2 separate regions of the Zea mays genome follow, and region 1 is linked to region 2. The links are chromatin contacts, called in public Hi-C maps. All regions are on one chromosome and are shown on one strand. The core of a region is the stretch at or near the end of the contact, and the rest is flanking DNA. Distances in the headings are between cores, read along the strand shown. Region 1 holds the start of LOC100191566 (Phospholipase A2-alpha). Region 2 holds the start of LOC100281521.

Evidence for each region. A called contact is a pair of places that touch in the nucleus more often than the background predicts.
Region 1: a contact with region 2 is called in a Hi-C map of leaf, with 6 times the contacts expected there. The contact joins the promoter of LOC100191566 here to the promoter of LOC100281521 in region 2. A contact is called at or near these places in 10 of 25 Hi-C or Micro-C datasets (bundle sheath, ear, endosperm and 4 more) and 2 of 3 datasets of contacts at active chromatin or transcription factors (leaf and seedling).

The regions. Positions count from the first base shown.
Region 1 is chr5:12,275,253-12,282,176 of Zm-B73-REFERENCE-NAM-5.0, forward strand. It overlaps LOC100191566 (Phospholipase A2-alpha), which reads right to left and starts at 1,939. Exons shown (of 4, transcript NM_001136996.1): 1 at 1,768-1,939; 2 at 1,551-1,599; 3 at 1,359-1,481; 4 at 692-1,199. The coding sequence starts at 1,887. The coding sequence ends at 1,027. It overlaps LOC109939630 (outer envelope protein 64, chloroplastic), which reads left to right and starts at 3,893. Exons shown (of 9, transcript XM_035958869.1): 1 at 3,893-3,986; 2 at 4,170-4,292. The coding sequence starts at 3,893. It also overlaps the pseudogene LOC103643009.
Region 2 is chr5:12,125,072-12,132,938 of Zm-B73-REFERENCE-NAM-5.0, forward strand. It overlaps LOC100281521, which reads left to right and starts at 5,344. Exons shown (of 3, transcript NR_164199.1): 1 at 5,344-7,720. LOC103625957 (myosin-binding protein 2) reads left to right here. Exons shown (of 4, transcript XM_008646357.4): 2 at 362-877; 3 at 1,000-2,338; 4 at 2,466-3,005. The coding sequence ends at 2,336.

The DNA.
Region 1 (6,924 bases), core at 689-3,188, 150 kb after region 2:
TGGTTCACATTGTAACGTGATGGGTAATTGATAACGTTAAATCATGTTTGTTTAGGTCCAACCATAATCAGATCCCACACTAAAAACTGATACCAACATATTCAAACTTATTGCCGATGTCACTTGAGTGTCAATCATTACCATTTACGTTGTATTCTGTGAACCAAACGGCACCGTAGATACTCTTGCCACTGTAGTGCCCTCATTTGCATTTTATGTTTTTTCTTCGCATCCAATAAATCTCCAGTTATTACTATTGTGCCGCATTTGTTGGTGCTAAATGAAGGGAGCAACACAAGCTCACTCCTCCCCATTTGATCAGGGAATGCTGCCCTGCTCTTCGGCGCAGGCGTGCAGCTGCTCTGTTCTGTTCTTAGGCGTTCACCTTTTGCAGTTTTGGTCATTCCTGACTGCTGTCTGCTGAGCTTATGAGGGTATGACGGACACAACGAGCTACTAGTTCAATATTTGTATGCATGAAGCATCCGAAGGACGTACTTGGCAGCAATGAGTGTCGAGGCCAAACGTTTCAGTGGGTGCGCCGCGGCTGCCCTCTCAGTCCCAGAAACAGACAAGTACAAGATCCTTAATCGAAGTACACGCTCTGTATTATTCATCATTTGCAACAGCGTAAGCTACAGTTGTGTGGACTGTAGTGTGTCGAATACGGATTCTCCAAGAAACCAAAACCAGCAAGAGGAAACTTTCTTTATACTTGTACGGTAATACAGTGTGATAGGGACACGAGTTGCTTAAAACCAAAGAAGCTTTCTTTAAGGAGTGATCTCCATATATCTTGTCGTCGGTTTAGGCCGCCGGGCTGAGGGACTGGGAGCTAGCCAGCTAGTAGGCACACAACGACACGAGCTGCCATGTGAGCCGACGCCGCCCGGGCCCCCGTCCAGGACGCCGCCACCCTGCCCAAGCACGAAAAAGATGTGTGCCACCCACCAACCGCAGGGCGCAGGCTGCTGTGCTACACATGTCCCTGCGCGCCCACCACGCCCGGCGCCCCGGCGCGTGCGGCTAGGGCTTGTGCAGCACCCTGCCGGCGACGACGGCGGCCTCTATGACGAGCGAGATCACGTCGATGACCTGGTCGATCATGCACCTGTTCCCCTCGAACGTGGACGTGCCCTCCCGCAGCTTGGCCAGGCAGTCCAGCAGCGCCTCGTTGCAGGCCGTGCTCAGGTAGTCCACTGCACATGGTAGTACACAACACGCGCGCAGCAGCCGTCGTCAGCCCACGTCCGTGCGTGCTGTCGAACTGAAGATTCACTACTGGAGCTATAGGAACTGAAGATTCACTACTGGAGCTATAGGAACTGAAGACGACGACTGGAGCAACGCAGACGTACTCTTTGCCTGGACGCAGTTGTCGTGGTGCATGCAGCAGGCGTCCAGCGCGTCGCACGGCGGCTCGCCGGGGCAGCCGCTGTACATGATGCCGCAGTACTTGCCGTACCGCAGGAACGGCGGCGCTGTCGCAAAGAATTAACGCCGGTGAGAGCGGCAGAAGATCATGGAAGAGGCGGGTTAACTGTACGTACTCGTGCAGTGGTCCGACTCGCACGTGCGGCTGCACGCCTGCTGCTTGCTCTGCGCGCGAACCAAAGAGCGCAATTAGCGTACAGGGGAGTGGAGTGGAGCTAGATTAGTGGGCAACGACGTGCTGCATATGCATATGTGTGTGTGTGTGCGTGTGGATGAGCGTGGTGAAAGGCTGAAAGCTATTCCAACCATAATTTAGTCTGCGTACGTACGTACCGCGTCGTCGCCGGCGGACTGGACGCCGACATTGAGCGCGGCGGCGGGCGGCGAGAAGAGGGACGCGCAGACAAGGGTGCCGGCGACCACCGTGAGCCGCCAGGAACTGCCCCGCTCCATCGTCCTCACGGGAGCTCTAGAACGAAGTCTCTCTCTCCCACCGCGCGCTGGCACGCACTAGCTCTCTCTGGTCTGGTCTGGTCTGGTCTGTCGTGACGGCACGGCACGGCCTGCCGTCCCTGGAGAGGCGAGATTATCTAGGGGCGGCGAACTGGTCTCACTCAACTGCAGTTGCGGTGCGGGCTTGCGGCAGTGGCTGGCCAGGCCAGGAGGTGGACAGAAATGCGGGAGGTGAGTGAAGATGGGGCAGGGCGGGCGCGCGTTTGGTCGTATTCATCCCGTGAGCGGACGGGGCCTTGTTGGCTGTGCAGCTCACGGGCGTGCCAGACTGCCAGTTGCCAGCACACAAGAGACACCGCGCCCCCCTGCTGTTGCTGTGCATGCACCAACAGCTTACAGCTGAGCCAGCGCAGCGTGCACTGAGCCAGTGCGACGGGATGGGCCGGGCCGCCGATGCCCTCTTTGTCTTTTGTTGCGTTCAACGGGCTCCGAGTTTATTCTAGGGTTTTGGTTTCTCAGCGTTCATGCTCTCTGGATCTGCCATTGCTGTCACGCCGCGTGGCATGTGTGAGTGCCACTGCCACGTTATTTTTCTTTTCTTTTATTAGAGCATGTTGTAACTAGAACACAATAATACCTGTGTGATACCACACTTACATTACATCAGGGTTTATCAAACCGTTTTCCCGCTAAAAACCGCTAGTCATCGGGAACGGGAAACCGTCCGAAAAACGTCCAAAAACCGCTAACCTGAACGGCTCGTGATTTTAAATTTTGAAAAATGGTTTCTGATGTTTCTCGAGCGGTTTTCCATAGAAAAGGAACAGCTTTTCGTTGTTTCTCACCAAATCCCGGTACACATGTTTTTAAATAAAAAAACAAAATCCAGCGACAAATTGCTAAGAAGCCTTTTTTGACCAAATTTGTTGTTAAAAAAACAATAATGATTGACTTTTTAAAAAGGGAAATCTAAAATAATACTAAAATCTAGTCGTTTACAATGATTTTCCTGTTTTTTTTATTTTTTTTATCAAAATTTCAAAATTTTAAATGAAAATAAAAAAACACATACGGAAACTGGTCCCGGATCGAATCGGGAATGAGAAAAATTACCGGTTATCGTTAAATCCCAAGATTTTCAACTCTCAAATTTCCTGCCTAACTTTCCACATTTTGCCTAACTTTTATGCCTAAGGTTAGTTATTCGATTCGGACGACTAACCTTAGGCAAACTATGACACAGTTAGCCACGAACCAAACATGCTCTTAGGCCGACACTCTATCCACTTAGGGGTGGTAAAGTATCACGATCCAAATACCTTTTCAGAAATATAGGGTCTTAAATAAGTTTTAGTTAAAGAATGAATATAATAAGGTCTGGTCCTAATCTGATCTAATCCTTAAATCTTGTCATTCGACTCTCTCCGCATGTAATTCTCAGGCTACTTAGATTCTCTCCATAATCATATTGTTTTTATAACCAAATTCTCAGAAAAGCTCGTCAAAAAAAAATCAAAGACAGAACCGCTTCTCTTGTGGGCTGTTTGGATTATATTCAGGTCATGAACATGAGAACATCCATGTTCTTATTACTAAATGGAAGCACAATTTTAGTACCACCTAGTAGCCAAATCTTACGGGAGCGTAACTTAAAAACAACTGCTACAATACATAACTTCAGTATTACCTCGTCGCTACAACTCAAGCAACACTTACAAACGACGCGAGATTGAGAGGTAAACTCTGCAGGAGGTCCATAATGGGACGAGCGAACTATTTTTCTTTCTCGTCTGGAAGAATGTCCCTCACATTAGCCTTCTTGTATTTTTCACACTATCATAGCGAATAAAGCTTTACACTCACAATACGCATCACACATGTACTATAGTTTAATGCGTTGTTTGAGGCACATTTTTGAAACTAGCTTAACAAACCGAGTCAATGTCAAATGTTATTTAAAATAAACTTTTTTGATTTAAAGATATAAGAATTTAAACAGTTTTAAATGTGCGTCATCAAACTGCCACGTGACGTCTTCTCACGCCGCCTCGCCTTTCTCTTCCAGCTCTCGCCGTCTATCGTCGTCCTCTTCTGCGCCCGTACGCCCGCCTCGAAAGTCAAAACCCCAGGTGGCGTGCTAAAACCCTTGCCCGCGCGGAGTACACGAGCCCGAGCCTCAGCCCGCTCTCCTCGTCCATGGCGTCCTCAGGGTCCGCCGCTAACCTCTGGGTACTGCTTGGCCTCGGCATCGCGGGCATCCTCCTGGCGGCGCGGCGACTGAGGCGCCCTGCGCGCCCCGACCACGGCGCCTTCATCGCCCGCCTCGAGCTCCTCCCGCCGCCCCAGCCTCCGCCGCCGCAGGCGCCCCACCCGCTCACCGGACTCTGCTTCGCCATCGCTGACGCGTAAGCTTTAGCGACCCCCGACACTCGTGTTTGATTGATTCTATGCTTTAGCTTCGGATTTAGATCGGTGGAAGGCCTTTTAGAGTCATGCTTAGTAATTCGATCGATTGGATAATGCTAGCGTGTTATATATATATCACGTATGATGTTGTGAGTGGTTGAATTTTTGGCTGGTATCACTGAGCTAGGGCGATACAAATTCGTTTGACATGGTGCATTTGATGCTCATCATGCCTAAGTTTTGCATGCTTTTGCTCTTATCGATTGCATCATAACACGATTCTGTGTTTTCTTTAGCTTGCTCTACGTTGTAAAAGTGGATATGCTCTGTCAATTGACAGTAAATTTCCTCACACTAGACAAATTCGTGCATGGCTTGCCTGAGCCAAAAAGGATCAACAAAGGAGTATGAATGACAGAGCTTGTTTTGCCTTGCAAATGTGGATATGCTAGAGTAAATTGCCTCGCATCAGACAGCTTTATGCATGACTCTCCTGATAGCAAAACGAAGGCCGCAAAGGAACACGAATTGAACAGAGGAAATGCTCCTCATCGTGTGTCGACGCATTGGTTACTTCTTCTGCATATGCCCATTTCCCCAATTAATTTAAAGACATGGTTTCCACCACCAAACCTCCACCACTCTGTTTTTTCAAGGCTCCCCTGCTTGTCATCCCTCATCCCTCACCAATTCCCATTTGTTTCTATCCACTTATGTGCTCTCCTCACACCTTATCTCTCCAAGCACCAACCAAGTGCTGTTCATGGTTTTTAAAGTGGTATGGCGAGATAAGGCGTTGAACCGCCGCCTGGATGCCTAGGCGACGCCTTTTAAACAGTGGTGCTGTTCACACAAGATCCTAGATACCAGAGACCAGATCCTGCAGGAACCAAACGGTAGCATCCATGTCCCCTATCAATGCCACCGCCACTCTGACAAGGAGAAGTTGGTTGCCATGGTTGCTGGCCACGTCGTGCTCGGCTGCTTCTGCTCCCTTGCAGGTCAAGATGAAGGTGAAGGTAGAGGAGCAGGTGGCGTACCTGAGCATCCTTTGAGGCAATTTTCATCGTCAAGAACAACGCCAACACAAGCCTTGGTGCCATGCACGACAGCAGCAGCCTGGCCAACAGAACCTCTATAGAAGGCAGAGTCGTTAAGTTCCCCAAAGATGGTCTTAAAAAACTTATTCTCAAAAAGGTCTTCAGTATCTTCTCTGTTAACTTTTATTCAAGGATGACTCTTCAATAGTATTTATGTGCTCCCAATTGTTCCACAGTTTGACAGTCTCTTTAAAATCATGTAACTGGTTGAATTTTTGAAAGGATGGAATAAATTGTCTAAGAATTTCTGGTCATGAACCATCACTACAATGAGTAATGACACACAACTCTTCTGCATGTCCGAGAAAAAGAACCGTCACTATCCATGTGTGCATGCATCACAGCCATTTCCCTCTTGGCCCTTCATTACCAGGTATTATACTATTCACATTTTGAATACTTGATTTGCTGTATATGCAATGGGATGATGTCACTTCGTGGTTTATGCTCTGTCTTTCCTAATGGTAATTATTCAGTCAGATTGTGCAATATATGATATATAGAAGTAAAACAAATTATGAAGATCCTACCAGGGAACCAAAAACTGGTGTTAACCTGTCGATAAATACCATATTGGTTGGTAAATGGTAATGGGTGTTGACAGAGTCCCAGTCGACGATGACACACACACACAAGCACAGGTAAAGACACGAGAGGTATTTTGTGAAGCAGAGCGACTTGCTTGCCTCTGTTGTTTAGCTATTGCTATATAAAGAGAATATACACAGCTATACATCTCGAGGGAGACGGCGGCTTGCGAGAGCCGATCCGGGACAACCTGCAGAAGCTTTTTTACTACCTCGGCATCCGTGATGTTGTCGCCGAGGGTGCGGAGGTTGGCAGCGAGCGTCGAGATGCGGATGCCGAACTCGGAGACGGTCTCGCCTTCCTTGAAGGCGATTGTGCCGAACTCGCGGCGCAGTTGCTGCGCGCTGGCGTCGCGCGCGCGATCGTCACCGATCCGGAGCACCTTGACTGTGTCCCATGCCTCCTTGACGGTCTCCTTGCGGCCGAGTGTTGCCCACATCTCGGATGGTACCGAGCGCAGGAGGCCGGCCATGGCCTGACGGTCCTGTTGGTACTCGTCTTCATCGTCGTTGTCGTCAATCCCGTGCTCGACGACGTCCCAGACACGGAGTGTCTGATAGTTGACTTGCATTACGAGCGCCCACTCGGAGTAATTCGTTCGCGTGGGCATCGGCCACGCGACGTTCGCGGACGGGCGCTCGATGACACGCTCGACGACGCGTGAGCCGGAGCGGCGGCGGCTGTGTGAGCAGCCACGGCGTCGCGACGGCGATCGCGAGTGCTTGGCCTTCTGCTCCTTGTCGACGTCGTCCGTTGGCTTCACCTTGGATGGTGGTCGGGACGACATAGCGACGGCGGAGAACAGGCTCTGGTACCAAATGACAGAGTCCCAGTCGACGATGACACACACACACAAGCACAGGTAAAGACACGAGAGGTATTTTGTGAAGCAGAGCGACTTGCTTGCCTCTGTTGTTTAGCTATTGCTATATAAAGAGAATAT
Region 2 (7,867 bases), core at 4,094-6,593:
AGTGCTGAATCAGAATTTAGTTATTTCTATCTACCAAATGGAGTCAAGGTTCTGCCCATTTTTTCACTGAGCTGTGCTATTGTACATTTGTACCACTTCAGTCATTCTAGATTTGGGATAGCAGTGGGATATTCATTGCGTTTTTACTGTCATTATATCTAATGAACCTATAGCTGAACACTTGAACTGGTGGGGAAAAAAGGGGAAAAGTAACCTAAGAAAAATTGATAGGATGGAATGGACCTCTCAACAGAATAGAAGGCAAACTATATAATTTACTGTCCTTGAAGTTGTTCCGTGATGTTTTTCTCTGTTTCAAGGTAGTTAGTCATACACCTTGTTTTCAAAATATTAAATGCAGCTGCTGAGGATGACAGTGGATTGAAAGATAAGGATCAGAAAATATCTGATATATCTGAGGATGAGCAAGCCGAACAGGCTACTCCACAACAGGAATTGTGTGCTATGCCGACAAATCCTAGTGACCATGAAATTGTTGAGAGGTTAGACAGAAGTATTGACTTGGAGCATTTTCCACAGGCTAAGTCAAAGCATAAAATGAACTCTATGCCAGTGGAAGCTTCTGAGCATGTCACTGTAACTCAGATTGAGGAGAAGCAGGTTCAGCAAGCTGAGGTAACTCAGGAGTTGGATTCACTACCAATATGTTCTAGGGAGCAAGCTGAGGTAACTCAGGCTGGGTTGGAACAAGATTGTGGCTCTGTGCCAATTGATTCTGGGGAACATGGTTGCCTGACTTCATATGCTCATACTGATGTTGAGCAAGCTGAGGTGAAGCAGAAAGTCACTTCTGTAACAAGAGATGTTCTCGATTATGCAGCGGGCACTTTTAATGTTAACACAAACACATGGAAAGGTAAGATGCTGAGACCACAAGAACGTTGTTTTTGTTTACCAATATTAGTGCATTCTGATTGTTATTTATATTATTATTGTGTAATTTTTTTTTGAAACTCATTATCAAATATTAAACAGAAGATATTGAAGAGGATCCAACTGAAGCTGCTCTAACGGCCATATATCAAATTTCTTACGAACCTTTGACAAACTTAGACAAGTTCTCTCCGGATCATAGTGTCTCCGAAGAAGACAGACAGCTTAATGCGCTGACTCATATCGAAGATATATGTGATTCACAGGAACCGCTGGATTCTAAAGCAGCTGTTTCTGATGCTAAATCTGTAGATTCAGGTGTTGCTACTTTGTCTACTGATCTTGAAAGCACGGAATTGGTGAATGCCGATCAACTAAAATCTGCTTTGGCTTCCACACGCAAGTCATTGAACACCCTATATTTTGAACTTGAAAATGAGAGGAACGCTGCTGCTATAGCTGCTGATGAAACCATGGCGATGATAAACCGCTTGCAAGAACAGAAAGCTGCAATGCAGATGGAGGCGATCCAATACCAGCGGCTTATGGAGGAACAGTCAGAGTATGACCAAGAAGCACTGGAGAGGCTGAACGAACTAGTTGTGAAGAGAGAGAAGGAGAAGCAAGATCTGGAGAGAGAGCTCGAGCTGTACCGCCACAAGGTTCATCTCTACGAAATAAAGGTGAGGAAAATGTCCAGGCACAAGGCTGATGACCAGAACGGATCGTCGTCAACTTCATCGAGCGCCGAGGATAGTGACGACCTTTCACAAAGCTTCTATGAAGGTGATGAATCTTCCCACGGTCTTAATGGAAGCAACGGGAGTATTCCCACAGATGTCGTGCTACAAGAAACTGCCAGACATCTCGTTATCATCGATGGCTCTTTAGCTGATTTTGAGGAAGAGAGGCTCTCCATACTGGAACAGCTTAAAGTGCTAGAGGATAAGCTTTTTGATCTCGATGATGACGATGAATCCGATAGCAGGAAGCATTTCCCAGAAGAAAACCACTTCAGCGGTGCCTCGAACGGTTTCTCTGACGACGATAGCTGCTCTAAACTCCGTGACAAAAGAAGAGTTGTAACCTACAGAGGAAAGGAACTCCTTCCGTTGTTCGACGATGCTACGACTGTGGAAGCTGGAAATGTCCCCAATGGTGACGAGGCACATCATCCAGCAGAGGCTACACTGGACCTCGCTAGAGAGCGACATAAGCTTGTGATCGCCAACGAAATCGATCAAGTGAATGAGAGGCTACAGGCCCTTGAGGCAGACAGGGAGTACATAAAACAGTGCGTGAGGGCCTTGAAAAGGGGAGGCGAAGGGTTCGATCTTCTCCAGGAGATATTGCAGCATCTTCGGGACCTAAGAAGGATCGAGCAGCGCGGAAGGAACTCTGGGGAGCTTTCGCCTCATTACCTACATCTTTACACGGACTGAAGGTAAGGTGCTACAACTAGTATTGATATTTTGCTGGGTTTTTTTTTTAATTTTATTTTCGACATGGATGGTGACAGAATGATTGTTCTCTACTAAGAAAAATGGTTCATTTTACTTGTTGGGTTCCAGATCAGCTGCAAAGTCTCGTGCCCAATATTGCTTGAAGATGGAAACCATAGGACAATGATAAGGGGAAAAAAGGATTGTCGACTAATAACTAGCATTGTCATTGGAGAGGTTTCGTTGTTGGTTCCCGGAGAGGAGAAAGGAGCTCCTCCTGGAACAGTCACAGTCTGTTCGGAAACGCCATCCGGAAGGCAGATCGCGGAGCAAGTCTGTCTGCATTCCAAGGTCCAGGGTTAGTGAGCTGCCCGGGTCCATGGGGGTGTGCTTGTGGGTTGTGGCGGCAATCATGGCCCTGTGCAAGCTTTTAAAAGAATTCATTTATCCTGAAAACATGCCGATGCCAGCTTTGCTGCCGGATACGGATAGAGTGGGCTTCACTAGTTTTTTTATATATTTCTTTTTTCCCTCCTAAATTCTTTTCCTGTAAATCCTCTAGCTGTATGTAATGTGCTTTGGGCTTCTGGAATGATGGAGGGTGTTGGGTGTGTGCATAGCAATAGCATGACTATTGTTCGATAAGAGCGTGGTCTTTGCCTTTTGTTCTTTTTCGCTCATTTTATTCCGGATATGCAATCTTTCGGTGCGAGTGCTGCTTTATATATATAGTTATTGAACTCTGGAAGCAACCGGCGTCATGCACCATGTACGATTGGTTTAGCTGTCAAGGGTCATGAGAGATGACCAGTCGATCGCCGGTACATGGATCACCAAACAGTCTGTTGGGTGGGTAGGTCCGGGTGGGGTGGACCTGCCTGCCTCTACCATGTTCTAGTGCTGCTCACCGATGCATGAGCATGACGAGCTCGCTGGTCCTGTGCAATGTCTTCTCTGTTGTTCCGGCACTGGTACTTGTACTACTAGCTTGTACGCTGTCAGCAACAGCTTGTCTGTTGAAGCAGAGCTCCGGTCGACCTCCTGGCCTTGTTGAGACTTGAGAAGCTCGGCTAGTGCAGGCAGCAGACAGCGTGGACTGTGGAGTAGACCAGTCAGTAGCCTTAGGCCTTGTTTGGATAAAGATGGATTGAAGTGTATTTTAGGTATTGAAAGAGAAATTAGTTCATATTACACTTCAATACATTTTATACCATCTCAATCCACTCCAATCCAAAATTACTCAAACAAGCTCTTATCGGTCTGGACAGGGGGGCGAGGTGAGGGAGAAGGCCGCGAGATGCATCTCAATTCGCAAATCTCATCCAGTGAAACCGAAGGAGCAAGGACGACGATTGTTTTACCTCTAAGCATGGACCGGGCAGAAGAAGGCTCTGGCTGTTTGTTTCGAATTAAAGTTGGTTTTAAACTACTGCAGTTGTAATAAAAAAAAGATAAAAACACTATATAAGTAGTACAGGGCGACACGGATTAAAGCGTCATGATGCGAGATGTGACAGGGGGGCAATCGACGGCTCGCGCACGGCTCGGCTGGCCGGCTGCATCAACCTCGGTTGCCTCCTGCTCCTCCGGCGGTAGTGTTGACGTGTTGTTGTCTCTAGCAGCTTCTGCAGCCAAATGCCGCTGCTAGTACAGTAGAATAGTGAGGACATTAGTGAAATCATTATTTTTTATAGCCCCCAATGCAAAGAGGAGTTATCCGGGGCCCAATTGTTTGGGTGTATGTAGGTCGATCTAGCTTGTGTTGACATAATGCAAGAAATAACTGTTCGGGTTTCTGTATATCGATTTGGGCCAAACTCGGCCTCAACATGCATGATTCCTTCACCAGCCTGGTTCTACAGAAAACGGGATTGAAGAAGTTCATTTCTCGTGGGCTTTCTTTCGCGATGCAGCTTGGGTGCTTTGGGCCTATTGTTACCGGATAGGATCAAAAGAAAGTTCGTGCAATCAATCAACAGCTCAACGTAGTTTGCTCTCAGACCAATATTAGAGGGGCTTCGACTCTATCTTCTCCCGCGGGAAAAAAAATCAGAATCATACTAAACGCTTAAAATAGCTTCTACCGAAAAGCACATAAAAAGACCGAGCTATTTTATACTAGGTAGGAAAAGCTACAAATCCTAACTTTACCGACTCTGGCTATGCTTCCTTTTAATTTTGCAAAAAGCCATAAAGAATAAGAGTTTCTTTTGCCATACAATTTGTGAATTGGTTTGACTCCAACAACAACAAAAAACTGCATTTTTTAAAAAAAGGCTAGAGCTAAAACGGTTTTTAGCAATCTAGAGCTCTATCAAACATGCTCTATGGAGTGTTTGTGATGGCTCCGAGTTCTATGAGTTGTAGTTTATAATATCAATTTAAATAGTTTTTAAAATATTTTTAATCTAAATAATAAACGAAATAATTTATCTAAATATTTTCTAAAAGCTTACAACTCTCGCTTTATGATTTTCTGAAGTATCTAATGACCTAGTCCACTAAATCTATAAAATTTATAAGCTGGAGCTATCTCAAACATGACCTAAATAACCAATAAATAAATAAATCTCGCATCAACCAGAGAAGAGAACCAAACAACAAAGATCGAAACAGCCAGTTGCCACATTATAAACCGTCACTTTTTATATCATAAACTCTATAAACCTTTTTTTATCTTTCTACGTACGTAATATCCATCAGGGACGGAGGCAGCGGTGGGACGAACGGGGCTCAAGCCCCTCCTACCGCTACTGAGTCTATGGAGCTCCACTTGACCTTCTCATAAGATTTTTAGCGTATATATACAACGTAGAAGAGCTTCTATACTATAGTGGTTTAGTTCAGCACCTTCTAATTTTTTTCTGACTTCGTCCTTAATCTCCATGACACTTGGATTTTCTTCACGTCTAAATTCTTTTTATAGCTAGATTCTCTTTTTGAAAGAAAAAAAATCTGAGCCCTACGGCTTAACACGACTTAACCGTAGGTGAATAGCTACGGACCTACGGTTGACCTGTTCCCTAAACCGTCATCCGCCCCACACTCAGCAAACCTTTCTCCCCACTTGCCGCATCGGCGCCGCCGGGATGAAGCGCTCCGCCGACGCGATGACTGAGCCGGTGAAGCCTGTGTTCCTCACCAAGGCGGAGCGGGAGCGCCTCGCGCTTGAGCGCCGCCAGGCCGCCGTCTCCGACCAGCGCCGCACCGCGCTCGACCTCATCCAGTCCCTGCCCCGGCCCCCTCCGCCGCCGACTTCCGGTGGTCCTCCCCCGTCCGGCTCCAACCCCGCACGTCGCGACTCCTCCAACTCCAACCGCGACTCCGACCGGGACAGGGACCGGGACCAAGACCGGGAACGCCGCCGCGACGACGACTCCCGCCGCGACCGATATCGGGATCGAGATCGAGATAGGGACCGCGACCGAGATGACTCCTCCCGCCGCGACAGGGACCGCGACCGGCGCGACCGTGATAGGGACCGGGACCGGGACCGCGACAGGGATCGCGGGGACCGGGAGAGGGACCGGCTGGAGAAGATTGCGGAGCGGGAGCGTGAGAAGGAGCTCGACGCGATCAAGGAGCAGTACCTCGGGTCCAAGAAGCCCAAGAAGCGGGTTATCAAGCCCTCTGAGAAGTTCCGCTTCTCCTTCGACTGGGAAAACACCGAGGACACCAGCCGGGACATGAATGCACTCTACCAGTCGCCGCACGAGGCCCGGCTGCTCTTTGGCCGGGGCTTCCTTGCCGGCATTGACCGACGTGAGCAGAAGAAGGCGGCAGCTGTGCACGAGAAGGAGACCCGTGCAGAGCTGCGGCGCAAGGCTGGTGTGGAGGACCGTCCGGAGGATGATGCGGTAGATAAGAAGAAGGCTGCTGCTGCTGAAATTTATGATGCTTTCGATATGCGTGTGGACAGGCACTGGTCCGAAAAGACACTCGAGGAGATGACTGAGCGGGATTGGCGAATTTTCCGTGAGGATTTCAATATCTCCTATAAGGGTTCTCGCATACCCCGACCGATGCGAAAGTGGAGTGAAAGCAAGCTTGGCACCGAGTTGCTTCGTGCTATTGACAAGGCTGGATATGAAAAACCGTCACCAATCCAGATGGCTGCCATTCCGCTAGGTCTACAGCAGCGTGATGTTATTGGTATTGCTGAGACAGGTTCTGGAAAGACTGCAGCTTTTGTACTCCCCATGTTGTCTTACATTACCCGATTGCCACCCATAAGCGAGGAGAATGAGGCCGAGGGTCCCTATGCCGTTGTTATGGCACCTACTCGTGAGCTTGCTCAACAGATTGAGGAGGAGACTGTGAAATTTGCAACCTATCTAGGCCTTAAAGTTGTCTCAATTGTTGGTGGCCAGTCAATTGAGGAGCAGGGTTTCAAGATTAGGCAGGGCTGTGAGATTGTAATTGCCACACCTGGTCGGCTTCTTGATTGCTTGGAAAGGAGGTATGCTGTTCTCAACCAGTGCAACTATGTTGTGCTCGATGAGGCTGATAGGATGATTGATATGGGCTTTGAGCCACAAGTTGTTGGTGTCCTTGACGCGATGCCATCGAGTAACTTGAAACCTGAAAATGAGGATGAGGAACTTGATGAGAAAAGGATTTACAGAACTACTTATATGTTCAGTGCCACCATGCCTCCTGCTGTGGAACGTCTTGCTAGGAAGTATCTCCGAAACCCAGTTGTTGTGACAATTGGTACGGCTGGCAAGGCCACTGATCTGATCACCCAGAATGTGATCATGGTGAAGGAGTCTGAGAAGATGCCACGGCTCCAGAAGATACTCACGGATCTTGGAGACAAGACTGCCATTGTGTTCTGCAATACTAAGAAGACAGCGGACATGCGCGCCAAGGATCTGGACAAGGCAGGCTTCCGCGTCACAACCCTACATGGTGGGAAGTCACAAGACCAGAGAGAGATTAGCCTTGATGGATTTAGAAACCGTCGGTTCAATGTTCTTGTGGCTACTGATGTTGCAGGACGTGGTATTGATATTCCTGATGTTGCACACGTGATTAACTATGAGATGCCTAGTTCAATCGACACATACACACATCGCATTGGAAGGACAGGTCGTGCTGGAAAGAAGGGAGTAGCAAGTTCATTTTTAACTTACGAGAACACTGATATTTTCTTTGATCTGAAACAGATGCTTATGCAGAGCAACAGTCCCGTACCACCTGAACTTGCAAGGCATGAGGCATCAAAATTTAAGCCAGGCTCAATTCCTGATAGACCTCCAAGGCGAAATGATACAGTCTTTGCAAATCATTGAAGTAATCTACCTTAGAAGAGACTGAAGATCTTTGAACTATTATGAGCTCAACTTCTACCAGATGGAGGGACCTAGTTTAGTATTTATGAGGTACAAAACTTTGACGGTTAGAAATATGTACTTATGAGGTCCAAAAACTATGATGATTAGATTTGGTTCTATTTTTCTGTTCGGAAACTGGCTTTATTGTCGTAACTTTAGTATGTTTCGGTGGTGATTTAGCAGTGGACATGTGTA